Linked DNA regions of Gossypium raimondii: region 1 is linked to region 2. A link is a contact called in public Hi-C data. All regions are on one chromosome and are shown on one strand. Each heading gives the region's core, a stretch centred on a gene start, on an enhancer-like site or on the middle of the called end of the contact. The rest is flanking DNA. Distances are from core to core; before and after follow the strand shown. Region 1 holds the start of LOC105773126 (pyrophosphate-energized membrane proton pump 3). Region 2 holds the start of LOC105773504 (protein MANNAN SYNTHESIS-RELATED 2).

Evidence for each region. Hi-C and Micro-C count contacts between places; a contact is called where the count stands out from the background.
Region 1: a Hi-C map of leaf shows a contact between it and region 2, with 3 times the contacts expected there. The contact joins the promoter of LOC105773126 here to the promoter of LOC105773504 in region 2. A contact is called at or near these places in 2 of 2 Hi-C or Micro-C datasets (both in leaf).

Annotation. Positions count from the first base shown.
Region 1 is chr6:33,199,059-33,205,472 of ASM2569854v1, forward strand. LOC105773126 (pyrophosphate-energized membrane proton pump 3) reads left to right here and starts at 4,291. Exons shown (of 16, transcript XM_012594800.2): 1 at 4,291-4,534; 2 at 5,842-5,878; 3 at 5,957-6,184. The coding sequence starts at 6,086.
Region 2 is chr6:32,899,581-32,906,202 of ASM2569854v1, forward strand. It overlaps LOC105773504 (protein MANNAN SYNTHESIS-RELATED 2), which reads right to left and starts at 5,091. Exons shown (of 7, transcript XM_052632757.1): 1 at 4,718-5,091; 2 at 4,068-4,358; 3 at 3,752-3,902; 4 at 3,517-3,587; 5 at 2,638-2,723; 6 at 1,897-2,476; 7 at 857-1,504. The coding sequence starts at 4,160. The coding sequence ends at 1,226.

The DNA.
Region 1 (6,414 bases), core at 3,041-5,540, 300 kb after region 2:
GATTATATATATATATATATATCACTTAATCCATACCATATTATTACATGCTATAAAATAAATATCAAATTTATAACTATCGGCAATCATATTAATTTATCAAACATATACACATATACTATCATTTAAAATCAACCCCACAATTAAACATACCATTTGAAATTTCATATCCAAACCACAAATCCAAATCAATACACAATTGGATATGCAAACATTCATTTACTTTATCAATAATACTAAAGTAATTCACCTCTAACATCTACAAGTACACTTCCATTTATATATCATATCCTACTACTTCAAACAAGTCACACATAACATTCACATATATAATACCATCCATAAAATGCTTAACCATAATCAAAATATGCCTAAACCATAATCCACCCAAAACCGAACACAACAAGCTAATTAAGCCATTTTCGCATGGCTTAAATATATACACATTTGAATTAAGCAAACTTCAAATCTAGTCTATACATGCCATAGTCCCAAAATAAATTCCAACTTATAAGATACCGTAATTAGTCGATAGTGTGATAGGCTTTACTGATGATCCCGAGCTCGTAACGACTTCAAAATCTATAAATCAAAGATAAACAAACACAAACACATACAGTAAGCTATTTAAAGCTTAGTAAGTTGTAAGCATAAATAATATTTAACTAGTAAGAATTAAAGGCACATAGTTTAGTATACAAAAATATTATATATTACATATCACACTTTAACCACATATATATAATTTAATAACCGATTATGTCCTTGTATAAATGTATATAAAACTTTTACCTTTAACAGTATAGTTATCAACCAAAATCCGAATTATACATATATATACAACCATAATAATTCAAAACTTGTACACACATACTATATATAGTTCCAAATGAATAACTTACCTTATTTCCATATATTTATTTAACTAATACATACCTGCACATATATTTCAATTATATAACCGTCTTCGTTTAACATTGCCCGTTGAACCGATCGAAATTAAATAGGATACGAGAATAGTTGTAAGATTCGTACAATGCCAACATCCCAGACGTGGTCTTACATGTAATCACGGATCGATGCCGCTGTCCCAGACAGGGTCTTACACGAAAACACAAGTTGATGCCAACGTCCCAAACGTGGTCTTACACGAAAACACAAGTCGATGCCAACGTCCCAGATGTGGTCTTACATGAAAACACAAGTCGGTGCCAACATCCCAGACGTGGTCTTACATGAAAACACTTATCAGAAAATCCCATGCGTTTCTAGGGTTCGTACGGGCTTACAGACGTTAATTATCAATTGAATCGAACTCAAATAACTTACATATTTCAACAAATACAATCAGCCAAGACTTCTAATACATTCAATAATTCCATTTATCACCTATCTACTATATACCAATGAATTTAACAAAATTTAAATGCTTATCGACTTACCTCGAATTTCGACGAACATAGTCGACTACTCAATTACTTTCGACTTCCCCCGATCCAATTCAGTTTTTTTCAGTTTTTGATCTAAAAAAATTCAAATTTAACCCTTTTATTCATCAAAGCATTCAATTTAATCCAAAAACACATAAATAGACAAATTACCATTTTGCCCCTGACATTTTACACTTTTTGCAATTTAGTCATTATTGCATAAAACACAAAATACACAAAATTTACACATGCTATGCTTAGGCCGAATATCACCCTAGTCCATACAAATCCATATATTTCATTTATTTCACATTTTAGTCCCTTAAAAATTTATTTTCACACTTTAGCCTTAATTACTCAAATTCACCAAAAATTCAAAGACAAAACATGTTAATCTTTCACATATCTTTAATATTTCATCAACTAACATCATAAAGCTCAAACATTCATCAATGGTACATTTCAAAATCATCAACAATTCACAAAATTAAGACATGGGTTTTGAAGTATTCGAAGCAACGATCTCAAAAACGTAAAAATTATCAAAAACCGAAACAAAACTAACCTTGAATCAAGCTTTTACAATGGCCGAACCTTGCTTGAGTTTTTCTTTTTTTTACTTTTCTTTAGTTTCGGCCTTAGGAAGATGATGACTAATGAATTATAATTTGATATTAGTTAACATATATTAACATATTATTAATTTACCTTATTAACCTTTATTTCTAAATATTTATACTTTATAATACAAGGTCATTCTTGACCATTATCACCCACTCACTTAATAGTGGGCTTATTACCTATTAAGGACTCCATATTAAAAAGACATTAGCAATTTAACACTTTACACATTAACTAGCCAATTTTTCATTTTACACAATTAAACCCTTTTTCTTTAATCGGTCACTCAAACGATAAAATTAGAACACAAAAATTTCACACAGTCAAATTCACACATGATAAAACACAAAATAATATTAAAATATTTTTCCGACTCAAATTTGTGGTCCCAAAACCACTATGTCCGATTAGGGTCGAAATCGGGTTGTTACAAGCAACATTACAAAATAATTTCAAATAACTTACTTTAGTACGTAATTTACATTTTCCTACATTTAAAAAAAAAAGATTGGAAATTGAAACATAAAAATTACAACAGAACATAAATGATGAATTACATTTTGTTCAAGACTGACAACATCGTGTCTTACAAATTGAAAAAGACCATGTTTAACGGCAGCACGAGCAAGTTTTTAAATACTAATAAAACAAAAATAAATGATGAATTTGATTTTGTTCCAGATCGATACCATTGTGTCTTACAAATTGAAAAGGACCATGTTTAATGGCAACACGAGTAAGTTTCTTAGTACTAATATTTGAGATAATCTCACCCGTAGTATTCAACTGGGATTCTATTAGAACCTTTAAACATCCCCCTGACCCAGAAAATCCCAGATAATACCACTCGTTGGCTGCATAACCAATTTGAACCTGTTATCACCCTACCACATCCAACGGAGAGACCTACATAACCAATTTGAACCCGTTACCGCATAAATCACTAGCAACCGAGACCCCTATTGTTATTTGAAACCGTCACTGCATATGAAATTAAGGAATCAAATCTACACTCCCAAAAAGTGTTGGAATATTTTCAAATATTTATACTCTTCCAATAACTATAAATGAATGAGTGTAATTAATCAAAACATAAATCTTTTAGTTATTGGTCAAAAGTTATATCATTTGATTTTTGAAAAAGAATTATAACTATTCAAATAATATTACTTGAATAGTTATAAAATTAGATGACTAATTATTATTATTTATTTATTCGAAAGACACCTATTGAAAAATGTCTTTACAAAGAGACATGAAAATTCCTATAAATAAGGATGAGATTTCATTTAAAAATCACACCAAAAAAATTCTAAAATTCTTTCTTTCCTTCCTCCATTTTTAATATTATTAGATTATTCTATAAAATATTACTGCAAAAATCCTTTTAGAAATTGAATTTCTTGTTATACATTGCTCAGTGCTTAGTGGACTATTGTTGTCAGTGCAAAACACAAATAGTAATTTGCTTGAAACTCTTTTGCACACCGAAGATAGGTGGGGGCGAATATAACTTTAAAGATAGTGGCTTGATACACTCCTTGGAGCCTTCTCCTATTTCTTCTTTTTCTGTTCAAGTTTCGTTCGTGTGTTTGAGATTTTCCTCACTGGAGATTTGTACTAACAAAAAGGACCATTAAATTTGTCAGTGTCTGAGCTCCACTGGACCACTATTAAATAAAACATACCTTCAAATTATAAAATTTTCTAAATAAACCGAAAAAAAAAATTGATCCTGATCTCCATGTTTTCTTAATAATAAACATTTCTCTCTTCTCTCCTTTACAACTAATCAAAAAATTTTCTCCCTCCCCAAAATCTTGATCTTCACCTTACACAGATATTTCATCGGCATGAGTATATATAGCTTTTTGGTGACATCATTTTTTCGTATTCTCCCCTCAGAATACATGATATTGGTAACGTCAAAACCATTGATGCGATCTAAAAAAATATTTTTATGCGCTGTAATCAATTATTAGGTGAAAGTGCACCTATGTTTAGATACATGATTTTCAAAGTAGGTAATTTTCGTAAATAAAAAAAAATTTGGGTACCTAAGTGTTTATTTATAGAAGAAGGAATTTTTTAATAATTGTGTTGAGAATTAAGCTAATAGTATAGATGGATAAAAGCTTTAATTGTCTGGTCGTGGAAACAGCTTACATGTAAGAAAACTATTGGCAGCGCTGACATGGCAAAAGAGATTTTATAAACAGAAGCAGAGAAAAGCTTAAACCAAAAGAATAAAATGAAACCGAAGGAAACAAAAAAAAGGTAGAAAAGAAAAATCAAACAAACAAAAATAATTCATCCTTCTCGACTTGTTAAAAGTTTATAATCTTAAGACTAAGAGGTCTGCAAAATTTCGGTTTCCGCAGAGAGAGGGAGAGAGAGAGAGAGAGGGGGGGGGGGGAGGGAGAGCATTAACGTTTTTCCCCGTTAATGGCGGTTACTTGGTTTCGCTGCGGCCACTGAAAACGGTATGTGTAATCTTTTTCTTTTCTTGTAGATCTAATTGATTATTTTTTAGATCAAATTATGCAATACTTTGAATCTGGGGTTTTGGCTTTGGATCCTAAGTTGTTATGTTTCTTAGGGAGGTCCCTTCATTTGGTCGTTTTGTTGATGAAATGTCGGGAATGAGAACTGTTTGGAACCTTCGAAAATTGAAAACTTAGTGGCTGCTTTACTCGGAAAATTGAAAACTTAGTGGCTGATTAACTTTTCTTTTTCGCTTTATTTATTTCCATTTTGCTATCGTAACTACAATCCATGAGGTCCGAAAAATGGGAACAAAACAGAAAAAAAGAAAGGAGAAAAATATCATGATTCATGAATGCTGAACTGAAATTATTGTATTTTGAGTTGAATTAGTCTTGTTTTTTAGTCTTATGATAGGTCAAAATGGAACAAAATAATGTTTGGTTCTTGCAAATGTGTGGGTTGAAAAATATAAATTCTACTTCATCTTTTGGCTAATTTATTAGCTTCTAATGGCCTTTTGCAACATCTTGCACTTTTTATGGAATATCTCTTGGCAGTGCAATAGGGGAAGTGAAGCGGTTAATTGGAGGTCAAAATGATATTTGGTGGTTATAATTTTGTAAGATGTTTGAATATTTTAGGTTGAGCCTTTGCTTGATGTTAAGGGTAAATGAGGAACAATTTTCTAATCTAATGGTTAAGTACTTAGGTTCGTTACCACCTTCATAGCCTAAGCCTAACCATTGCATTCAAAATTTTTACCTCTCCCTTCTTTTCCATCCCATCCTTCCACTTAGCAAAACTTGAATTGTATTTTAGGCAATTTCTTGACACAGTAAGCTGAGATTTTTAAAGATAGTCTGGTTAAATGTTCAGTTTCAGTAAAACCAGTGAGATTGTTCTTTCCAGATCTTTTAGTCTATGCAATTACTTTTGCACCTTTTTCCAGGTTCTCGTTTTTTATCTACTCAGATACAGTCATAATTAGGGGCTTTGGCTGCTTAATATTAAGCAATATGAGCATAATTACGATGCTAGATTTTGTTCTGATCAGTGTAGAGTACTTCCATGATCACAGTTCTAGGCTTAGAGACTCGAGATATTGGGTTTCTATGATTGGAAATGCTGTGTATTAAGAATCCTTCTCCAATTATCTGCCTAAAAGTGTCTTATTCACTGATGAGGTATTGTTTTTACATCACCAAAGTTGTGGCTTGGTTTGATTTGACCTAAACCTTAAGTGTTTGTAATTTTTGTTTGTTTTCTTAAGTTTTAACCAGTAAATGTTTTGATCTTTATGCAGGAAAATTAACTCGTGTCTAAAAATCCCTGAACTGGAGGTAAGGCAAGAATAGAAGCTATTGAACCTAAATTAAGGCTGTTGTTATTAAAAAAGTTGATTGTCTTGTATGTCTTAGGTGAAATTATAGTCTTTCACTGGACAAATTAAAGCATTCAAAATTCAGCGACCAAGTTCAGGGGGTGATTTGCCCCAAACTGGGGAGTACTCTTTTCCTGTTGCCCGGAGGGTGAACTCTGCCAGTGCCATGATGATGGGAGATGACGTTGAGAATGGTAATTTGGGGCCTTACCTAGATAGGCCAAGGACATTTCCGAACATGCGTAGTAAACCATATACCCCCTTGGTAAGGACATTATGTTTGTCTCAGTTTTGTGTGCAGTTTGTTAGTTGTAGATGAGTGCGCATTTGGATATTTTGGCCTTGATGTCTCTTTTTGTTCTCATTTTCCTTTTTGTTGTTTTAGGAATTTGTTCTGATCCTGCATTTTTTGTTACAAGTACCTGGTTATAAACTACTTTTGGAAAAGGGGAATTAATTCCTATTGGGCAGATCATTTTTCTCATTGTCAATTTG
Region 2 (6,622 bases), core at 3,841-6,340:
GTTTCGTTAATCTGGACTAAAAAATGCACCATTTCTTCCATTCCTTTATGTTTCCATATTTTAGTTTTGACTCATATCATCTAGCACCCACCAAATTATACAATTATGATAAGGAAAGAGTAGAGAACACTTCTTATTAATGAATGCTCTATCAAGCCTGTACATGATGACAAACTCGAAACCTTTACCCACTTCCCATGTGACGACAAACTCTGAACCTCTACCCATTGCCCATGTGTAGTAGTGGCCCAAAAGAGGCATTTCTAATAGATTATAGTCATCAATGCATTGACGAAATCCTTCCAACCATGAAGAAGGATAAATAACTCCTCCCCATTTATTATTAACAAAATGTTGGTTTCAAGTCACCTATACTCACCCACGACAAATAATGTATAGTTGAAAGAGACCCCAAAAAATCCCCTAGACTTAGGATAGCCATGCACCCCAATTAACCTCCATTTAGAACCATTTGCACCCTCATTAGACATATCAATGTGGTTATTAGAATAACCAACCACAGTAGCATTATCAATTGAATTCAAAAGCATAGCAAGACCGCGCTATGACCAACCCCGGCATCAAAATTTAACGCAGCTAGTAATTCTTTTAAGCAAAATGCATTTAAGTTTCAATGAAAAATACAAAATTAGACTCCTTAAAGAGTTAACACCTCACACAAGCTTTGTATCACTTTAATTAAATTTAAAAACAATAAAGTTATTGATGATTTATTAATTTTGATTCGAATTGGAGAAATCTGATCAACCCACGCTTGATTTAACCAAAACCGACCCAACCAAACCCAAATTAATCAGAACTCCAGATGATCAACTTGAAATGATACAATACGAAATTAAATTAAGAGTAATTTTTACTTTTAAAAAATAATTACATAAGTTTTAAATTAACTCTGTTCTTTTTTTATAATTAACAATTGCAAAATTTATAGAATCAATGTGCATCCATAAAACAATGAAGAAATGATAGAAATGAAGTTCTGCATCACATGACGACTTGAACCCCGTAACATATTTGCTCTACTGAACATATTAAAGGAAAAAAAATCATCTTAAACAGATAATTTTTACTAGAGAACTTTCACACCCAGATGAAGTATAAACCCCAAAGTTGAGCAGTCCATCCAGTCACCCAAAAGGACTCAATGACTGAGGTAAATGGGAAGGCCCCATAACCATTTATGAAGGATTTCCTTGAAAGAAGGTTAGCAAAAGCATGAATAAGCCAAATGGTTCTTCTTGGCAACATAAGGAGAGAGGTAGTTCGTGACTGTTGCAGATGTACCCGGTATATCGGCTGGAACGAGGATTTGAGGCTTCCCTAAAGCTATTCTTTTTCCAGCTACATTGGCATAAAACAGACCAGATAAGGCTGGGACAAAAACATCACTCTTGGAACATATGTAGAAATCTATAACCTTCTCCAGTTCTGAACCTTCAAATTCAAGAAACTTCCCCTTCTTCTCCTCTGGCATAATGTTTTCCTACAATAGTTCCGAGCACAAGTTCAGATTTATAGGCATAGCAAGTTTCAACACTGAGCAGCTAGTAAGCGTTGGTTATTAGCAAGCATTAAAATTTGTACCAAATTTGCAGACTAATTTATCATGCATAAACTTTGGAGTTCAAGTTGGATGGTCAAATTTTAGGTGACAGGGAATCCCTTTCAAGCAAGACCCGCCACCAGTATTACTTGAGTTTATAACTGCTTTTCGGGGATATTGCACCTAAGACAGATCTATGTCTTGGTCCATAGTCAACCACTGAATAACCCCGTGCCGGTTGATTGTCAAAATCAAGCATTGCACATAATGGTTCAAGAAACACAAAAATTTAAATCCAGAAAATCATTATTAGGAAAGAAGAATTTACTCACCTTTGTGTATGTTTTAGGAAAGATATCCTTGAGGACACTAAGGCTGTTATCCCACTTTGATTGAGTCAGGTATATAGTGGTATCGGTATTAAATCCGACCTTCCTCAAAAACAAAGCAATCTCCTGTGCATTATAACAACTTTTTGCTACATTAGTACCACTACCATGACAATTCTTATTCTCCAATACATCAACCCTCAAGTCCACTGCTATAAACAGGCCATCTGATTTGCGACTCAAAGTTCTAAGCCGTTCAATCATTGAATCAACAACTTCACTGACTTCTGGTTGCAACTCTAAAGTTCCAAACATTCCCAAACATGAGACTGAATCAACACTACTCTTTTGTGTAGTTTTTCTCATATTTACAGTAGGGAAGTAGGTAGCAAGCCTTATGTTTCCCTTTGATTTAAAAATTGGTTGTACATTTTCCACAATGTGATCTTCGGTGACCCTATTGGGAACCTTCACAGCAGCAAGATCCCGAATTGATATTTCATTGGGTAGTTGCTTCACTACTTTGACAACCCCATCGAGGCTTTTCATGAACTTCTCAACATCATAAATATCTTTAAAGTTTCTGAAGATTTTCAATCATCATAGAACCATTTAAGATTTTGTGCTTAGATTAACTCAAACTTGGACTACTCATTATTCTTCATTGAAATAACAAGATAAAAGATTTACTATGGGGAAGGAGAGGAGAGAATACAGTATCTTCAAAATTAATAGAGCACTAACCTTTCGTCACCAGGTCTGCTTCCTCTAATATCCGGAAGTACAAGTGCTGCCGCTAGGTACCTTGCTACTATTACTGCATCAGCCATCTGAAGAGGCACTCGCCAATCACCATGGAATGAATAATAGATTAGATGGAAAACAAGCAAAGGTTTTCAATAGATTACCGTTCATAAACTGCTAGCACATTGTGCCATTAAATTCTTTGTAGAAAAATCTACCTAATATTCAAGATTCCATATCTAATCAAGGTACACAGCAAAACAAGAATTTTCAGAAAAATAAGCAGAGCATATATCAATACAAATTATGCTACTTGGACTTACGCGTGAATCTAGCATACATGTGCCCGAAATGTGTGTTCAATTTTTTCTAAGTATTTTGCATGCATTTAGAGGATCTTTGAAGGATCATATATATGCCTATATCTGTGTCCGAAAATGTGTCGGACATGGGTAATTCAAGAAAAATGAAGATTCAAAAAACACCTCCTTGAGGCGCTATCCTCTAGCTTCCTAAATTCCTGATTTCATATTGGGAAGACAACTTGGCTAAAGTTCTTTCTTACACACAGTAGATAACAAGCTCGTTTATCATAGAGAACATCTCAAGAAGTAATGGGAAATTGGAAATAGTACCAATAATAACATTCATTTACTCCTTTTAAAAGTATTAAGTTTACCAAGACAACAGTTTGATCTATCCATTATTTCCAGGTAAATAGTAAAAGGTGAAATTTCAGACAACGAAATGGATTAGGGACTTTCAAACACATTAAACTTAGGTTCTTCCTTCTTTGTGAGAGAACAAAGATAAAGAAAAGGCAACAGCAAAGCTATCTTATTTTGATAACTTTATAACTAAAACAGATACCATGTATACCTGAGAGACATGGTATTCTGGACCATTAGTCAATGAGAAAGTAACATACCCTCTTGACTGCTCTATCCCATCTGTAAGCCAAGTAAAAGCTCCATCAATTAAAGAGAAACATTTAATTACATTTTTTACCGTCAATACACAGTGACGAATGTATACATCAGGATAATGATACATGTATAGACAAATTTCTAAACCAAATGATCATTTTTCAGGGAGTTAAGTGAAGTTAACAAACCAAAAGTGGTCCTGCTCCAACATGGTTTTAGCTCTTGACTGTCCTTCATCCAAGGCCCTTTGCTCCCCTTCGAAAGCTTTACAAGGCCATCCTTCTCAATAACATTGGCATTACCAACTTGAACATCCTGAGCTTCTCCAGGAAGTTTATCCTACGTAACAAGGAGAGAAAATAATCAAATTTAGAGTAAATACACCAAAGCTTTACACGGAATTGAAAAGAAATCAAGCAAAAACTTGCAAACATTTATTTAATCACTATAAGTAAATAAGACTGGCATCAATAGAATTTACAATAACAAAAATAAAACACCTACAATTTCTTCTAGTTGGTCATAAAGGCTTGAGACGTTGAAATAAGGCCTAGGACTGAAATTATAAATCTGAAAGAAGCAGAATCCTTCACTCATCTATGCTTGAATCCTGAAATAACTCTTCTAAACCAAATTTAACTTTAAATGGGTTGTTTTCTATACCTTGTTCAGTCTAGTTTTCCAGATACTTCCCCTGGAAAATAAAATAGCTTTAATTGTTTAAAAACTAAAAGGAAGTTTCAAGTTAGCCCATATTTTCTTCTTCTTCTTCTTCTTCTTCTTCTTCTTCTTCTACTTCATGAATTAACAATTAGTTTTGAGAAAAAAAAAAAGGCTCTCAAATAATCTTATACACAAAGAACCAAACAACTACACCATTTTCGAAGATCATGGTCAGAGTATATTGTTATTTTCTTGAAGATGCAGCAGATATGATGTCAAGTGAATCTTAACGAACTAAGATGTGATTATTACAGATAATGTGGAAAGTGAAGCAACTTGCTCGAGATTTAGTATCACATAATCAGAGATTCACCAAATAAAACACAAAGGTAAGAAAAGTGAAGTGAAATTGGGGACTGGATTTAGTATAAAAATCCTATGAAAAACTTGAGAGTTAGATCAAAGAAGAAAGAAAAGGAAGGGGGAATTACTTGAAGAGAATCAAAATGGTCTCTTTTGATCATTTGACCAAGCATCACAAACATGGTGAGAGTGAGAATACCGGCCACTACTTGCCTCAAATCAATCCCCATTTCTTCTTTTCTCTTTCAAAATTCTGTAATAAAAGCGAAGCCCCCCAAAAAAAGGAAATTCAAAACTCAAAAAATAAAAACCAGGGTCGTCCAAGAATAAGTTTAAACCTAAAGAAGAGGTATGATTAACAAGAAGATGAAACAGCGAGTTTAGATCAACGAGAGAAAATGAAATGAAGAAATGATAATAGGTGCAGTAGTAGTATCGTTTTGCGGGCCCTTACACCACCGACACTTTGCACTGAAAGTGAAAACGATGCCTGTTTTCCTACGCCATGTGTACCCTACCCCTTTGCTTTGATTTCTTATTACGTAATATACTACTAAAAAGCCCCATAATCTACTCCGCTTTTATTTAAACAGGCCTATAAACTATTTTGGTTAAATTCTGCTATTAGGCATTGTAGTTTGTGAAACTTATAGATAGTTTCTATATTTTTATTTAATCAATTTTAGTCTCTGCATTTTTCAAATTTTAAAATTTCAGTTATCGATAATTGTTAAACTTATTAAGTTAGGTTTTGTTATTTCGAAATTTGATGCTACAAATATATTATCATATGTTTATTGTTGTGTGAGTTTGTTATTTCCACATATTACTTACTAATAATTATGTTAATGGATTAGCGGTTGTCATTTGTGTCAAGATTAAAATTTTAATATTCGAAAAGTATAGGGTCTTTGAATGATTAAATTAGAAAATATGGATAAATATACAATTGTATGCATAATACAAAACTAGTTTCTAAATTTAAACTAATGATTTAATTGTTACTATTTGGGTAAGGACTAAGATTTTAAATTCAAAAAGTATAGAGACTAAAACTAACCAATTCAAAAGTATAAGAACTAAAATTGATCAAATAAAAGTACAATGACTAATTCCACAACTTTCGCAAATTATATGGACTAATTGTAAAATTTAACCAAAAATTTTTGCGATTAAATAAATCTCTATATTATTATTTTTACACATAAAAGCCCTTGATTTTAATATTAAAGTAAAATATTTTAAATTTTAGGCTCTTTTCTTAATTTCTTGTTGATGCAATAGAAATTCTATATACTTTTCACATCAACATGAAATTTAAAACAAGTAATAAAATTTTTCAAAAATAATTCAACGTGTTATGTATATAAACACTTTCAAGATATTTTAAAATATTTTGTTTCCTTTAAAATTATTATTTTATTTAATAAACTCTTCTAATCAAATTCAGATCACCATAAAATGTAAAATAGTTTAAAGATTCAAAATATTTGTACTTTAATATTAAAATCAAGAGCTTTCATGGTCAAATATTATAGGTTATGAGGTTATTTAACTACAAAAATAGCATAAGGACTTGCTTAAACAATGTATAATAGTTTAAGGGCTTTTTTAGCATATTAGCATTTTATTTTTATTTTAGACTACCTTTTTATCAATATTGTTTAAACCAAACCAACTGGTCTAACCAGTTGGATGGGGAACCGATCCCAAGAAAGGCAAAAAATTGATTGACCCAAAAATCGATATGGATCGGTTGAATCGAACTAAAAAATCAATCGAACCAATACTTGAACCATATTTATGCAAGTCTTAAGGCCCAATTTCGGCCAATAGATGTGATGGGCTTACTGTAACATCCCGAAATTGGGCCTAAATGGAACAGTGGTTGCAAAACCACGAATCCGAGATAGAATAGTTTATTGTGATTAATTTTTATGATTTACAGATTGATTGGATGCATGTGTTAGAATACCGATAAGAAATTTCACCGATTGCATGTCTGAATTGCATATTAGGGTTTAATTGCAAAA